Linked DNA regions of Mus musculus: regions 2 and 3 are each linked to region 1. Evidence: chromatin contacts called from public HiChIP or PLAC-seq and promoter capture Hi-C data. All regions are on one chromosome and are shown on one strand. Each heading gives the region's core, a stretch centred on a gene start, on an enhancer-like site or on the middle of the called end of the contact. The rest is flanking DNA. Distances are from core to core; before and after follow the strand shown.

Region 1 (4,435 bases), core at 690-3,189:
GCAGTCCTTTGAACGAAAAGGGCCCCCACCGGCTCATAGGGAGTGGCACTATTAGGAGATGTGGCCTCGTTGAAATAGGTGTGGCCTTGTTGGAGGAAGTGTGATAATGTGGGTGAGCTTTGAGGTCTCAAGAGCTCAAGGCAGGCCCAGTGTCTCACTCTCTTTCTGCTGCCTGTGGATCCTAATGTAGAACTTCCAGTTCCTTTCCAGCACTGTGTCTGCCTGCATGCCACCATGCTTCCCACCATGATGGTAATGGGCTCAATCTCTGAACTGCTAGCCAGCTTCAGTGAAATGTTTACCATTATAAGAGTTGTCATGGTCATGGTGTCTCTTCACAGCAGTAGAAGCCCTAACTAAGACACTTCCCCTCTGGATGAAGAGACCTATTATGATACAAGATACCTTTAGCATATCTGAACTGGATGCAGAACATAAGATGGTGAACTTTGAACCTTGTGTGGTCAGTGAAAAAGAGTTCGGGGGGCCTTGAGAAGATGATCATGGTTTGCACAAGGGAGGCATGTATACACATTGTCAGAAGGTGGGTTTCAGTAATTCAAAATAAGAGCAAATTATTTGAAGATGTTGTCAACTGAGGGGCTGTGGACAGCTGATGGCTTCAGAGGGAGGAATAATTGGTTTTCTTTAAGAGCGTGCCCCTGGTAGGTTGACTACACTGCAGTGGATGATTCTACACCTAGGAGGATATGGGCAGCATAAACTGGGTTCCACGAGCTATGGTTAAAGACAAAACAAAACAAAACAAAACAAGACAAAACAAAACAAAACAAAACAAAACTCCATGACATTGGGTTGGTAGAGACGGGAGGATGGATCTAGAGAGAGTTGAGGGAAGGGTTAGCGTAAAAATGACCAAAATACACTGCACGAAATTCTCAAAAATTTAATAAAAATACATTTGAAACAAGAAACAAGTTTTTTCTACATGTGGATCCTGAGGTCGGAGGATTGCTAGAAATTTGAGGATAGGTAGGTGGGTGAGGTATGCAGCACCTGTCATGATAAGCAATGGTGAAAGGCAGGACTTTGCTCAAAATAACAAGAACAAGAGAAAAACCAAGCATTCACATCTCCATCTTTCAAACCTAGGTGGATCCTTCACTTGACTTACTCCATAGAACACGGCAGAGGTGATATTCAATTTCCAAGGCCAGCCCGCAAGACATTCTGTAGCTCCTGCTCTTATCCAGCTGTTGATAAAGTCTTCCACAAAAGGTCAGCTCAGGTGTCCCAGCTGCCCTGATCCCTGGAGTGACTCCCATTTAAACCTGTAGCTCACGAAGTGCATGTGTATGCAGAGGACAAGCCAGCAGAAGAAATCGTGGGTTTGTTAGCCCAGTGAGCCATGAGAAAGAATTCATTGAAGTAGTTTTAGGTCATGGCTGTTTATGATGTTTGCCCTGTAGCAATGTTTAACTGGCGCCTTCTGCTTACAAGGCCTGGATGTAGCTGATGGCAGTTTTCTGGTGAAAAGGCTTGGGATCCTACAGCAGCTGAGGTACTTTCACCACACTGCTCTCCACAGGAGCCTCTCTCCACATCATCTCTCACAGCGAGACAGCTGGCGTCCCTTAGAATGAGTGGCCTCAGAGAGGGAGGCTGTGGCAAAGATGGAGGCTGTCACATTGTTTATAACCTGACATCAGGCTGGGACAATCAGAAGCTATGTGAAGAGAATACTGTTAACTAGGACCCAGGAGCTTAAACATTTTCAGGTCCACATCATTTCCCAGGAAATCCGCTGTGTTTGAGAGGAGTAAATGTAATGGGAGCTTTAGTTTCCATTAGACAGGAAGTACTTGACTCTCAGTTTTCTCACCCGCCAAGTTAAGTGTCATGTCTGTGTCTGTGCCTGTGTTCCAGGGTTGTGGCGATTATATGAGAGGAGGCATCTGAGGACGCTGTCCACAGAGAAGTTGTTTGAAATCAAGGTTTGACTCTGACCTACATTTGTACTCCACTGTCACCATGGTGACTAGCCTAAGTCTTTATAATTCGTAGCCTTCAGTCTTTCTGTTCTGTTGGTTGCGGTCAGGATGGAATGCAGCTTCATATGTAAAAAAGTCTAGTAGAGTAGAGTACTGGCTCACAGTAGGTACTCAATGAGATTATCCTCCTTTAATATTTTTCATTTTGAATCTCTAATTTGCTCATTTTTTTTTAAAGGAAAGCCTTTGAGGCTTAAAGTTAAGGCCAAATATCAAAGCTGGTTATATTTCAGTAATTCATTCCAAATCTCACAATAACAACGGTTTCCAAGAAACCTAAAGAGATGGAGGCCCAAGGCACTGTCCAAGTTAGCCAGAGAACACTAGCCAACCCCTTGGTACTGAGATTAGCACGAGCCAATCCCTGACATCTCTAGCCTTGTGAGACACAAATCTACATCCCAGAAGACTTGAAATCATAGATCGAAAGGATGAAGGGGCTCAGGAGGTGAGAGCACCCCTCCTGAGCGAGCCTCGGCCATCACTAGTAACACATGGAGTTGAAGGGTAAGTAGCCCAGAGACTTCTTGACTTCTTCATGGGAATCGTTTCCTAGGAGTGGACAGTGGAAGATGATGAATAGAGGCCCCTGGGCCTTCAAGGGGTTAACTGTACAAGCTGAACATCAAGAGAAGGGAAAACAGGCATGGAAAACTTGACCTTTAAGGCTGGAGCCTGTCTCCAGAAGTACCAGCGCTGGGCAAGCAGAACTCCCTACCCCCATGCCCAAGGGACCCCGTGGGCCTTAAATGGCAAGCGATGAGCAGGTTGCACAGTGCTTCTGTATCAATGGGGACCAAGATAAATGTCAGCTGCCAGGCCTCAAAGACAGGCATGACAGAGCACTGTAGAGAAAAGTCACCACAGGCCGTGGAGGAGTCCTTTGGTCTCCCTGGTGGTCTCTAGCAGACCTTTTCTGAGGCTTCATGGTAGAAAAGGGAGCTGAGCAGGCTGGGATGGCAGCAGCTTCTGCCCCTCCTCGTGGCTCTGTACTGTCTTCTCTCGGGCAATCCTCAGGCTCAGCTCAACTATCTCTCCTCATAGGTTGTAGTGGAGGCTCTGCAGCAGCCCATCAATCTGACCTTACTCACAAACAGGTAGGAGACTCGGTTTCTCCCTCCCTCCCTCCCTCCCTCCCTCCCTCCCTCCCTCCCTCCCTCCCTCCCTCCCTCCCTCCCTTCTTCCCTCCCTCCCTTCTTCCCTCCCTCCCTCCCTCCCTCCCTTCCTTCCTTCCTTCCTTCCTTCCTTCCTTCCTTCCTTCCTTCCTTCCTTCCTTCCCTGCCTCTCCTTTTATTTTCCCCAGCTTACAAGTATATTGTAAAGTATATACTAGATCAGGGTTTTACAGCCCTGGAAAAGATGTCTACTACAGAGACTGTGCTCAGCATGAGTTTGGAGGCAGGCAGAGCCAAAGGACTGCAAGGGATAAAGTCAGGACTTTCTAGAGGAGGGAATGACACAGCAAAGCCAGAAAGGAAGAAGATATAGGGAAGAAGTGAGAAGGAAGAGTGCATTCTGGGAAAAAGGCCATGGCCACACCTACCAGCCTTGACTCCGGGTCTGCAGTAGAACGACTGATGTTTCATTGTCCAGTGGCAGGGATGGCCTGGGCCAAGGACAAAGGAAGGCCCAGTCATCCTTACTTCAGGCCAGAAGCATTCAGATATGATCCAAAGTGGAAAAGAAGGACCCCAGGAGACACCAGAAAAGACTCCTCAGAAGGAAGGAGGGTCTGGGGGAACAGGGCAGAGCCTTCCCTGACTTGTACCTCCTCTCAGACGAAGAGCAAGCAATGTTCTCTCCCAGGAAATGTGGAGCTCACAGCCAGTATGTAAGTCCCATAGCAGAGCACTGACTATCGCTAGTCCACCAAAAACCGGACTTTAAGAAAGCTTGAATCAATCAGAGAAGCCTGGGAGATGCTATTAATTTTATCAGATGCCCTGCCTACCTGGACAGTGCCAGCAAACTTCCTTCCTACAACTGCACCAAAACTGCTGCTGTGTTTTTGTTGGTCACCGTGATGAGGCAGGTAAGGTTACTGAAGAAAGGGAGAAGGATAGGTAGAGATATAGACACAGACACATGGATACAGAGGTACATACCTGAGGGGTTAGCCCTGTGCCGAAAGCTCAGAGAGCACTGCTTAGCATTTAAAGAGAAAGTAGAATCTTTCGCATGATATCCTTGTGCAGGGGCAGTGCTAATCCTCCCTGCACCGTTCTGATTTTAGTGCATGTGCTACCAAAGGGAGCACTCTAGCCCTGCATGCCAGGTGTCTCTTCTCCCCACCCCCACCCCCTCTCATACAATGGCCAACAGCAGTCACTACAAAGCACTGATGTAATGACGAGATCCTTAAATATCTTATCTGACAGATGATTGTCTGGTTGCAGACTCCCGGGCTTACTTAGTTTGCCTTT
Region 2 (4,222 bases), core at 55-2,554, 93 kb before region 1:
CCGCTCATTTCTTGGCTACACTTTCATCATTGTTGACCAGTTTCTTCTTGGTCTCAGACCCTCAAAACCATGCCACGCAGGTTCATCACTGGAAGAATAGAAAGCTCTGTATCCTCACACTTTGCTGTCTCTACACGAACTGACCAGTCACAGAGACTTGGAAAGCAGCCATCACTGGCCAAGGATCATGGCGTACATTTACTGTTTGTTTGCACAGTGATTGGTGGACTTGCATCCACAGCTTCACACCGTGCAGCAACTCAGTTAATGAACTGAGGTAGACGAAATGCTATTGTTGGATGGGAAGCATCGCTTAGCAAACATTTGGCGTCTAAGCCACGTGCCTGCTTGTCCCTTGAGCAACGGAAACTGTCTCTAGATTCATAGTTGAATTCTTTTTACCACACCATGACCACAAATCTATAACTTTATCTCCTGTTCCCTTTGAGTTGGCATGACATCATGAGATATTTTCACTAATGTGTGTTCAGTAGTACTGTAATGATTAACGAAGTTGCTTCCCAGGGAGTAGGATTGCAGTAAAAGGCCAGCAGATGCCGTTTTGTTAGGAAGAAAGAGAAGACTGACCTGGCCAGAAGCAGGTTGATATTAGAAAGAAAATGGCCATGAAGTCAAAAAGTACACTTCCTGGCTGGGTGTGGTGGCGTGTGCCCTTAACCCCAGCACAAGGCAGAGGCTGGCGACTCTCTGAGTTCAAGGCCAGCCTGGTCTACAGAGTGAGTTCAGGACAACTAAGGCTACACAGAGAAAACCTGTCTCAAAAAACCAACCAACCAATCAACCAACCAAAAAACAAAAAACAAAAACAAACAAAAAAAACCAACCAACCAACCAACCAACAAACAAAAACAAGCCACACCCCCCCAGTCCATTTTCCAACCTTTAATGATGACCATGGTGACGGCCATCATAGCTAACATCTATTGAGTGCTCACTACAATCCAGTACTTTAAAAACAAATCTTTACATGACTTCACTTATTTTCTTCCTCATCTTCATTTGTTGTTTTGAGATAGGCTTTCCCCTTTTTACCTCTGGTTATCCTGAACTCACTTTGTAGGCCAGGTTGGCCTCAAACTCAGAGATCCGCCTAGCTCTGCCTCTCCAGCGCTGGGATAAAAGGCGTGGGCCACCACATTCAGCGCTTTCTTCATCTTGACATAGGCTCAGTGAGATTTATGGGTTCCGTGAGGTTATAGATCAGCTGTGGTACAGCCTGTGCTGAGACCCATTTCTGGGTAGAACTGTCCTTGACTGCTCTCTCTGCATGCTGCCTAGTGAGGTACTTTATCGATTGCGAAATCCTCTTATGTTTGCTGCTCTGAGGTGCTTAAAGGGATTGAGGCTGGAAGCAGGCTGCCCCCTCAATCACCTCTGTTAATTAAAAGCTGCAGCCGTTGTTGTTAGTCCTCGAGGGCTCTGGCTTGTGGGGTACCATGTCTGTTTTCTCACCTCACTAAGGAATGTTACCTCATAAACCAGATCCTTCAGGATAGGGGACCTAGAGGGTCTGGACTCTCCAGGGACACTTAGACTTTCTTCAGGATTTATAAGCTTTACAATAACTATTAGCTATAAAATAGCTGGGTAAGAAGGCATTTTCCCTTCTAGAATTAGTGTCATGATAGCAGGCATTGAAGACCACTCCAACCAGGAAGTAGAAGAGACTCTTCCTTAGCAGTACAACTGAAAACACAGCTCTCTAGTTAAACAGTTGGAAAATTCTAAACATCTCTTTAGTGAGATACCTAGGATTCTTCACCTAGATAGTGAAGTCACTGGTATGTCAGAATGGCCTGAGGGGTCTTCTGCATGAAATGTCTTTAATTTTTACGAACCTGTTATTTTCCATATTCTTTACTAAGGTGAGAAATCTGACTTTAGTTTTTACTCATTTATCATGTAGTAATATCTGGGAACTTATTGTGAGAAATGCTGGGCCCATGGCTCATCAACAAAACTGGAGATGAGCAGTGACCTTGAAGCTGTTTTCAGTCCCTGAGCCCAGGGCCAGGGGGCACTGATGAGGAAGGAGTCGGCAGCGCTTCCTCTTTCTGAGCCTGGCAGCTGCAACTCTTCTGTTCTCAGTGGGGTGCTTTATCTCTCTGATGGAAAGAGTGAGACCAGCCTCCCGCTTTTCCTCAGCTTCCTCCCAGCCCCTCACTTTTACCTACCTGGACACTGAAGGCTCTTGTTAGTTTATTAGAAAAATAAGGAAGTCCATTGGCAAAGTCAAAACCAAAACAAAGATGACATTGACCAATCAACCAACTAATGAAATACCATCCATTCAACTCTCCCTCCAATAGCCAATCAACCATTAACCAACCATTTTAAGAAGCAACAGGCACCAGCATCTTAAAACTCACACACAGTAATTGATATTCTCAGTGTGACTTCCTGAAATCACTTAACTTCTACCGAATTTGGCTTTTCCATCTGCAAATGGAATGAATAGCACTGTAAAGATTTAAAACTCTCTCTCTCTCTCTCTCTCTCTCTCTCTCTCTCTCTCTCTCTCTCTCTCTCTCTCTCACACACACACACACACACACACACACACACACACACACACACACATGTATTCTTTATACCTGATTCCCAGTAGAGTGAGAGCAGGTGGGGTGGGGCGGGAAGGGAGGTGAGCGATTTCACTCTCTAGCTCTCCATTCTGTGAATCCTGTCCTGGGTTTGGACACATTATCATCTGTGTTTGGAAGGGAGAGGGAGAAACCAGGAAGCCTGTACACTTGAGGGTTCCTTTCAGCAGGAGTGACCTCCACTGTCAGAAACAATGGCAGTGGCTAAGGTGCATGGTCCCCAGAGATGGTAACACCTGCACCAAGCTGACCATGTGGTGTGTGTGTGTGAGACTTTGTGAGTTTCCATTGTTCCTGAGAGATGTTTTGAGGTTGCATCTCTGATCTTCTAGAGTCTGCCAGCCTCTTTGATTTAATTCTCTACTGTTTGAAGTCGCCAGAGCTCTCTTGAGAACCGATAGGAACGGTGAATGGCTTATCTATCAGAGTTGGAGCTGGGACCAGCCTTTGATGATAATGACTTTAGGGGATCTGAGGCTCTTGCTTTTGGGAGATTTCCAGCCACTCACATCACTGTGTCTTCAGGGATGGAAAAGCTATCATCCCCCATTGGGTCTCATTCCTGCAAATCCTAGATGAATGTTCGGGGAGGGGGTATTCTGCTCCTTGTATTTCTAATTTCTATTTTTTGTTATATAACCAAATAGAGACTGCAGAACCTTCTATGTTAATTTTCAGCTTTTCCTTATGCTAGTTTTGTTAGGATCTGATGGAAATTCATTTTTTAAAAAATATCTAGAACTAAATTACAAGGAATAGTATCATCAGAATCATTGTCATTATCATCATCGTCATCACCATCACCACCACCACCATCACCATCATCACTGTCGTCCTTGTCATTATCATCTTTATTTCAATGCCAGAAAACATGATAATTAACAAAGAAAAAAGGGGGTGAAACTAGTCAGCTGGAATCTCCTTTCCAGCAGCCCCTGACTCCCAGGAGTTTCTATCCACTTGATGTAACCTAAGCCTCGCTTCGTTCTGCTGCATTTGAGGAAGGATAGGATCGTCACTGCAGCTGACATCAGTTTGAAGGACCCTTAAGGTCATCTCCTGGAACAGGGACAGGAATCAGGCTGGTGTCATTTGCACAATGCCACCAGGGATCAGAGGCTTCCTCCTCCATAGTTCCAGAAAAATGGTCTCATCTTTTTATAATGTGGCTTCAGAGAAAACCAACGGCTCTACATTTTCATGCTAAGGCTATTCTTATACCCCAGAGAGTTATTCCAACAATCTAAAAGCAGCTGCAACACCTATGATGTCTTTACTGTAGAAAAATAAGGCAGCCAGTGACCTCACCATCAACTCGGGCCATTGTGGTAGTTGTTACATCTTCTCAAAGAGTGTATCCTGTAAGGCTCTGTGTCCTAAAGTATGGACCCCGCTTCTCCTCAGCCTCACAGAGATGGCATGGATTCTCCTAATAGCTCAGGGCCCTGCAACACTGAAAGTCCCTGGACTCACAGAGGCAATGGGTTCTTGCCCAGTGGTCCCACTATTGATACCTTCATCTTAAACAGCTAATATCTATGAGGACAGATAAAACAATGAGACTGTGGTAACAGTAACACTGCCACTTCCTTCTGGAACTT
Region 3 (4,506 bases), core at 66-2,565, 120 kb before region 1:
TCTAGTCCTTTCTGGCATTCCATGTGCTAGAGCGCTGACTTCGCTTGTGTATCGAGGCCAGTCAGTTACTTTAAGTTTTCATCTGGCTTAATGGTATCCTATATCCTAGCACTTGGAAATTCAAGAGTAGCCTACACTATATTATTGCAAGACTTTGTTTAAATAAATACATAAATATTTTGATTTAACTCTTTTTTTTTGAGGACCAAGCATTATTTAGTCTCATTGTATTTTTCAAGAAAACTAAGGATTTTTTTCTTCTGAGACAGAGTTCCTCTGTGTAACTGGGGCTGTCCTAAAACTCTCTCTGTAGACCAGGCTGGCCTCTAACTCAGAGATTAAAGGGGTATACCACCACCCACCTTGTTTGAATTTTTCTTTATCTGAATATGTGTGTCCAAGTTAGTGTGAATGTACACTACATATGTGTGGGTTCCCATGGAGGGCAGAAGAGAGCATCAGATCCCCCGGGGCTGGAGTTTCAGATGATTGTGAGCCGTTTGACAGGGATGCTGGAAACTAAATTTGCTCCTCTGGAAGAGCAGCAAGTACTCTTAACCATGGAACTGATTTCCAGGAAGGAGAATAAAAACATCCATGGCAAACAAACCACCAAATGAATAATTGGTGGTAGGAAACTTTATCGAAGGGAGGTGCCCGTAAATGCACTTCTATGAGGATGCTTCCTGACTGGAGCCTCTCTGGACCCTCGCTCTTCACGGCCAGCGCAGCACTCAGAGTCTCTCAACTGGACAATCTGAGTGGTGCAGCTTCACTGACCTCATGACTCACCCAGATGTGGCCCCACTGGCAAAGGATGTAGGGAAATCGCCAGGTGTTGGTCGCCAGGTGAGCTGTACTCGTCAGTTGTGGCCATTGATTCCTGTTGTGTTCTAAAAGAACAGGCCTGGTTTACCTGATGCATGTCATGGTTACCCTCTTTGAGCTGGTCTCCTCTGTGACCACGTGAGCTTGACCCAGATGGGAAGTCTCTTCAGTTCTAATTTTAGCACCTCTGCCGGCGTTTGCTCTTAGCTATGCCTAGCAGATTCTGTCCCCCAACTATAAAGTGGGGGTAATCATATTGACCTACTTACACTGGTTTGCAAGGAGGGCTCTGTTGTATGTTTTCTATACCGTCAGTGTTTCCGAATTACATACATTTAAACTAATGGTTTGAAATGAATCGTTTTTGTGGACTTTTTTTTTTTTTTTTTTTTTTTTTTTTTGGTTTAGAGATCCCGGACACAGTGAGGAATAGCATCTAACCAAGCAGAGTTATCTAGCCTCCTGTGTGTTCTCATGAGGCTCCGCCCATCTCCCTGAACAGCCCTCAGGGTGGAGCAACCAGACATTCAAGTCTCTTTGGAAGCTCAGTTGGGTGACACAGGCCATTCTGGTGTGCTGTGGCACTAAGGGAGTTGATCCCGGCAGTAGCTCGGCCTTGGGTCGCAGGGGAGCAGCTCAGCACTGCAAGAAGCAGGCAAAGCGGCAAGGCAGAAAAGCCTGTAGCCCCGTGTAGTTGGATCAGTGGGAGTGGCAGGCCTATTCCCTTAGGGAGGCTACACGTCTAACTCCACACTTACAGCCTTTGAGTCACCCCCTCAAGCACAAATAACCAGGCTGCCAAAGTCACGTGTGGTGGTGAGATAACTTCAAAAAGTTAAGGCTTAAAAGGCAGCTTCCCTTGAGTGCTGAGTTGGACACAAACAGTGGCGTGGTTAAGTGCCACTCTGTGTTTAAAGTAAATTATACGGCAGCCCTGGAATGTGGCGCTGTGAAAGCCCCGTAGCAGCAAACAGCCTCGAGTTCACCAGCAAACTCTGGCAAGTCAGCTGGCTGGCTGGCTTGGATGCTACATCTTCCTCAGGTACCTATTTCTGTCTTGGAGGCCATCTCCAGAAGCAGCAGAACTTGAAGAAACGTGTGGGTGCATTGCGCAGCTCCGGAAATCTCGTGCTAGCAGCCGAGTGTATGTTTGCAGCATGGCTCGAGGTCTGTAGGTCCTCTATAGGACTGTAGTCACTCACTCTTCATCTACGGGGCCCTGGAAGGCAGCTCAGGCCCATTGTGACAGCAGAGGAATGGGTCTGGACATTATTCTGTCTTGGCATGTCCTGAAGGGACGGGACTTACACTGTTCAGGGGTGGGGAATCTCCAGCAGAAAAAGGCTCATGGAAAGAAGGGACGTTCCCAGGAGCTAGAAATGATGGTTGTGGACTGCTGGCTGCAGAAGCTGGCATTTTGAGGGTTCAGAGCTTAACTTACTTCTGAACAGAAGGGTACAGGGGAATCAGAGCTCTGTCACTTGAGATACTCTTGGGAATCACACGTTCTCAGAGAAAGAGACTCAGACTTCACCCCTCTGCCCTTGATCCTGGCACCCAGCCCCCATGCATGTGCCAAATCCGGGGAACTTTTCTTGAGGTCGGGGGAGAATCATTTCCCTATCTCCTCCTGAAGCTCCCGTGGTAAGCGACTGCTGGCATCTGTATTCCTGCTAATTAGCTGCCCTTGATGGATTTATTTCATCCAGTGGTAACTTCTAGAGATGTTCCCAGGCCAATTTAAAAGTGGAGTGCCCAAACCAAACTGAGTGGAAATCAGGTTTGGATGGCCTCCACTGAGCGGTCAGGCCAGTTCCCATGGGGTTTGAACTCTTCGTTCCCGGAGAGCAATAAAGTCGCAGAGAGAGATTTCAAGAAGAAATTCCACATAGACCATTTAATTCAGCTGCTCCATTTTGCAAATGAGGGAGCTGGGGGTTCATGAAGGTGAATAGCTCATCGGGCAGAGCTGGTCACACTGAAAAGAGCACAGAATGTACTGCCGACTACACGGGAAACGTGTGTGTCTAGGACAGTGTGGAGAGTCACCATGAGCAAAGGCCTCGGCTGTTACTCCAAGCTCAGTTTTCTTTGCACTTTCCGACTTTTTTTTTTAAATGGAGAAATGTTAAATTCCTACAGAAAACACATGAATTCCAGCTGTTGAGCTATTTCAGATATTCCAGAAAATAAAGTATAGAAAATTCAGATATAAAGTAGTTGACATAGTTTTGGTAGGGTGAGCTGCTTGGAAACACGAAGCTTCCCAAACATCTAGATAAATCTGTGTCCTGGGTTCTAATCACACCCTGACCACTTGCTATAGACCTTTGCGCTCTGAGTGTGGGGAGGTCTTGGCATCCACTCTCCTTTAAAAGTAGTAGGGGTCATGATGACAGAGAACTGCTTTATTGAGAAGAAATCATTCTTGTCATATTCATGATGTTTCCAAGTGGTATGTTTTCCTTTATATACTAGCCTCTGATTTGTCAAAGGGGAGATCTAGGATGTTCTTCTCCCCTCCCCTCCCCTCCCCTTCCCTCCCCTCCCCTTCCCTCCTTCCCTTCTTCCCTTGTCCTCTCTCTTCCTCCTTCTCATTTATACCTCAGCTAACATCCATCTGCAATAAGTGCTTATGTAAGGGACACTGTTAGCTAGTCACATGCTTAACTCAGACCTCCTGTGATTTATTAAACATAAGCATTTTTTCATATTGTGTTCAATTTTCTCACAGATATAAATAAATCCCCCATTTTAATATAAACATAAGAAGACTCTTTTTTTTTTTTTTAAATCGAATCAGGACCAGTCAGTGCGAAACTTATGTCATGAGAAATCTCTGATGTGTACAGAATAGCAGGCTCAAATGGAGCTGAACTAACCATCAAGGCATTCCGAAATCCCCAGATGCTCCATTGAGATTTTGTCTTATTATTGGAAATTCCTCAGGCACAGGGAGTCCCAGAATCACCTGGACTTTGTTACTATCACAAATGCATACGTCTATATACTGCATGTATGCACATAACAGGTAACTGTGAATTTGTAGTTACGCGATAAGATTTTCCAGAATGTACTGGAATAAAATTACTTCCATTTTGCTTCCATGATTCTGAAAAGTAGACTCCGCAGCATCATCTCCCCTACTGAATCCCATCCTCCTGTGGATTAATTGTTCCGATCCATGGCAGCACTATCTACCCAGCACCTCAGACCAGATGGCTGGCCGACAATTATGTCTGCTTGTTTTGTTTGTTTTCTGTGCTGGGGTCAGAATCCAGAGCCTTGCACATGCTAGACAAGTGTCTGCCTCTGAGCTGTGACTCCAAACCCTAGAAGTCAGTCCCCTCAACATTCTTCTTACTCGACTGGCACAGAGACCTGCCGATTCCAGTTCCAAAATGTGCTTTGCGTTCTCTCTCCACCTCCATTGCCTCTGTTCTTCCTAAGCCACCACTGGGTCATGGGCCACTCTCCTACAGCCTCCCAATCCATTTCCATCCTCTATACTTGACTCTATATAACCTGTGTTGTTCATAATGACCAGAGAAGGTATAAGATGACAGAGACGTGAGCAAATGGGCACCTGCTTCCAGATTCCTGAATGTACGTCTAAATCTCTTTCCATATCTCTCCTGGCTCCCTAAATCCCAGCTGCCATAGCCTTCTTTAATATTG

The links. Promoter capture Hi-C pulls out the DNA fragments that hold promoters and counts their contacts. HiChIP or PLAC-seq counts read pairs in DNA pulled down with a chosen protein or histone mark.
Region 2: a contact with region 1 is called in an H3K27ac HiChIP or PLAC-seq map of embryonic stem cells, with 8 read pairs. The contact joins two enhancer-like sites. A contact is called at or near these places in 5 of 39 promoter capture datasets (the C10 cell line, the HPC-7 cell line, cranial neural crest and 2 more), 3 of 484 Hi-C or Micro-C datasets (the G1E-ER4 cell line, hematopoietic stem and progenitor cells and uterus) and 2 of 115 datasets of contacts at active chromatin or transcription factors (both in embryonic stem cells).
Region 3: a promoter capture Hi-C map of cranial neural crest shows a contact between it and region 1. The contact joins two enhancer-like sites. A contact is called at or near these places in 8 of 39 promoter capture datasets (the C10 cell line, cranial neural crest, embryonic stem cells and 4 more), 2 of 484 Hi-C or Micro-C datasets (the HL-1 cell line and nephron progenitors), 1 of 115 datasets of contacts at active chromatin or transcription factors (embryonic stem cells) and 1 of 9 other capture datasets (embryonic stem cells).

The regions. Positions count from the first base shown.
Region 1 is chr12:70,673,480-70,677,914 of GRCm38.p6, reverse strand. It overlaps the pseudogene LOC115488036. Among named protein-coding and RNA genes, the nearest start is that of Gm32369, 6.5 kb to the left of the region's middle. Within about 2 kb of position 1,939, at least 9 of the 459 cell types and tissues checked have an H3K27ac peak or open chromatin away from gene starts, as enhancers often do.
Region 2 is chr12:70,765,988-70,770,209 of GRCm38.p6, reverse strand. No RefSeq gene overlaps it. Among named protein-coding and RNA genes, the nearest start is that of Gm51973, 21 kb to the right of the region's middle. Within about 2 kb of position 1,304, at least 19 of the 459 cell types and tissues checked have an H3K27ac peak or open chromatin away from gene starts, as enhancers often do.
Region 3 is chr12:70,796,745-70,801,250 of GRCm38.p6, reverse strand. No RefSeq gene overlaps it. Among named protein-coding and RNA genes, the nearest start is that of Frmd6, 27 kb to the left of the region's middle. Within about 2 kb of position 1,315, at least 85 of the 459 cell types and tissues checked have an H3K27ac peak or open chromatin away from gene starts, as enhancers often do.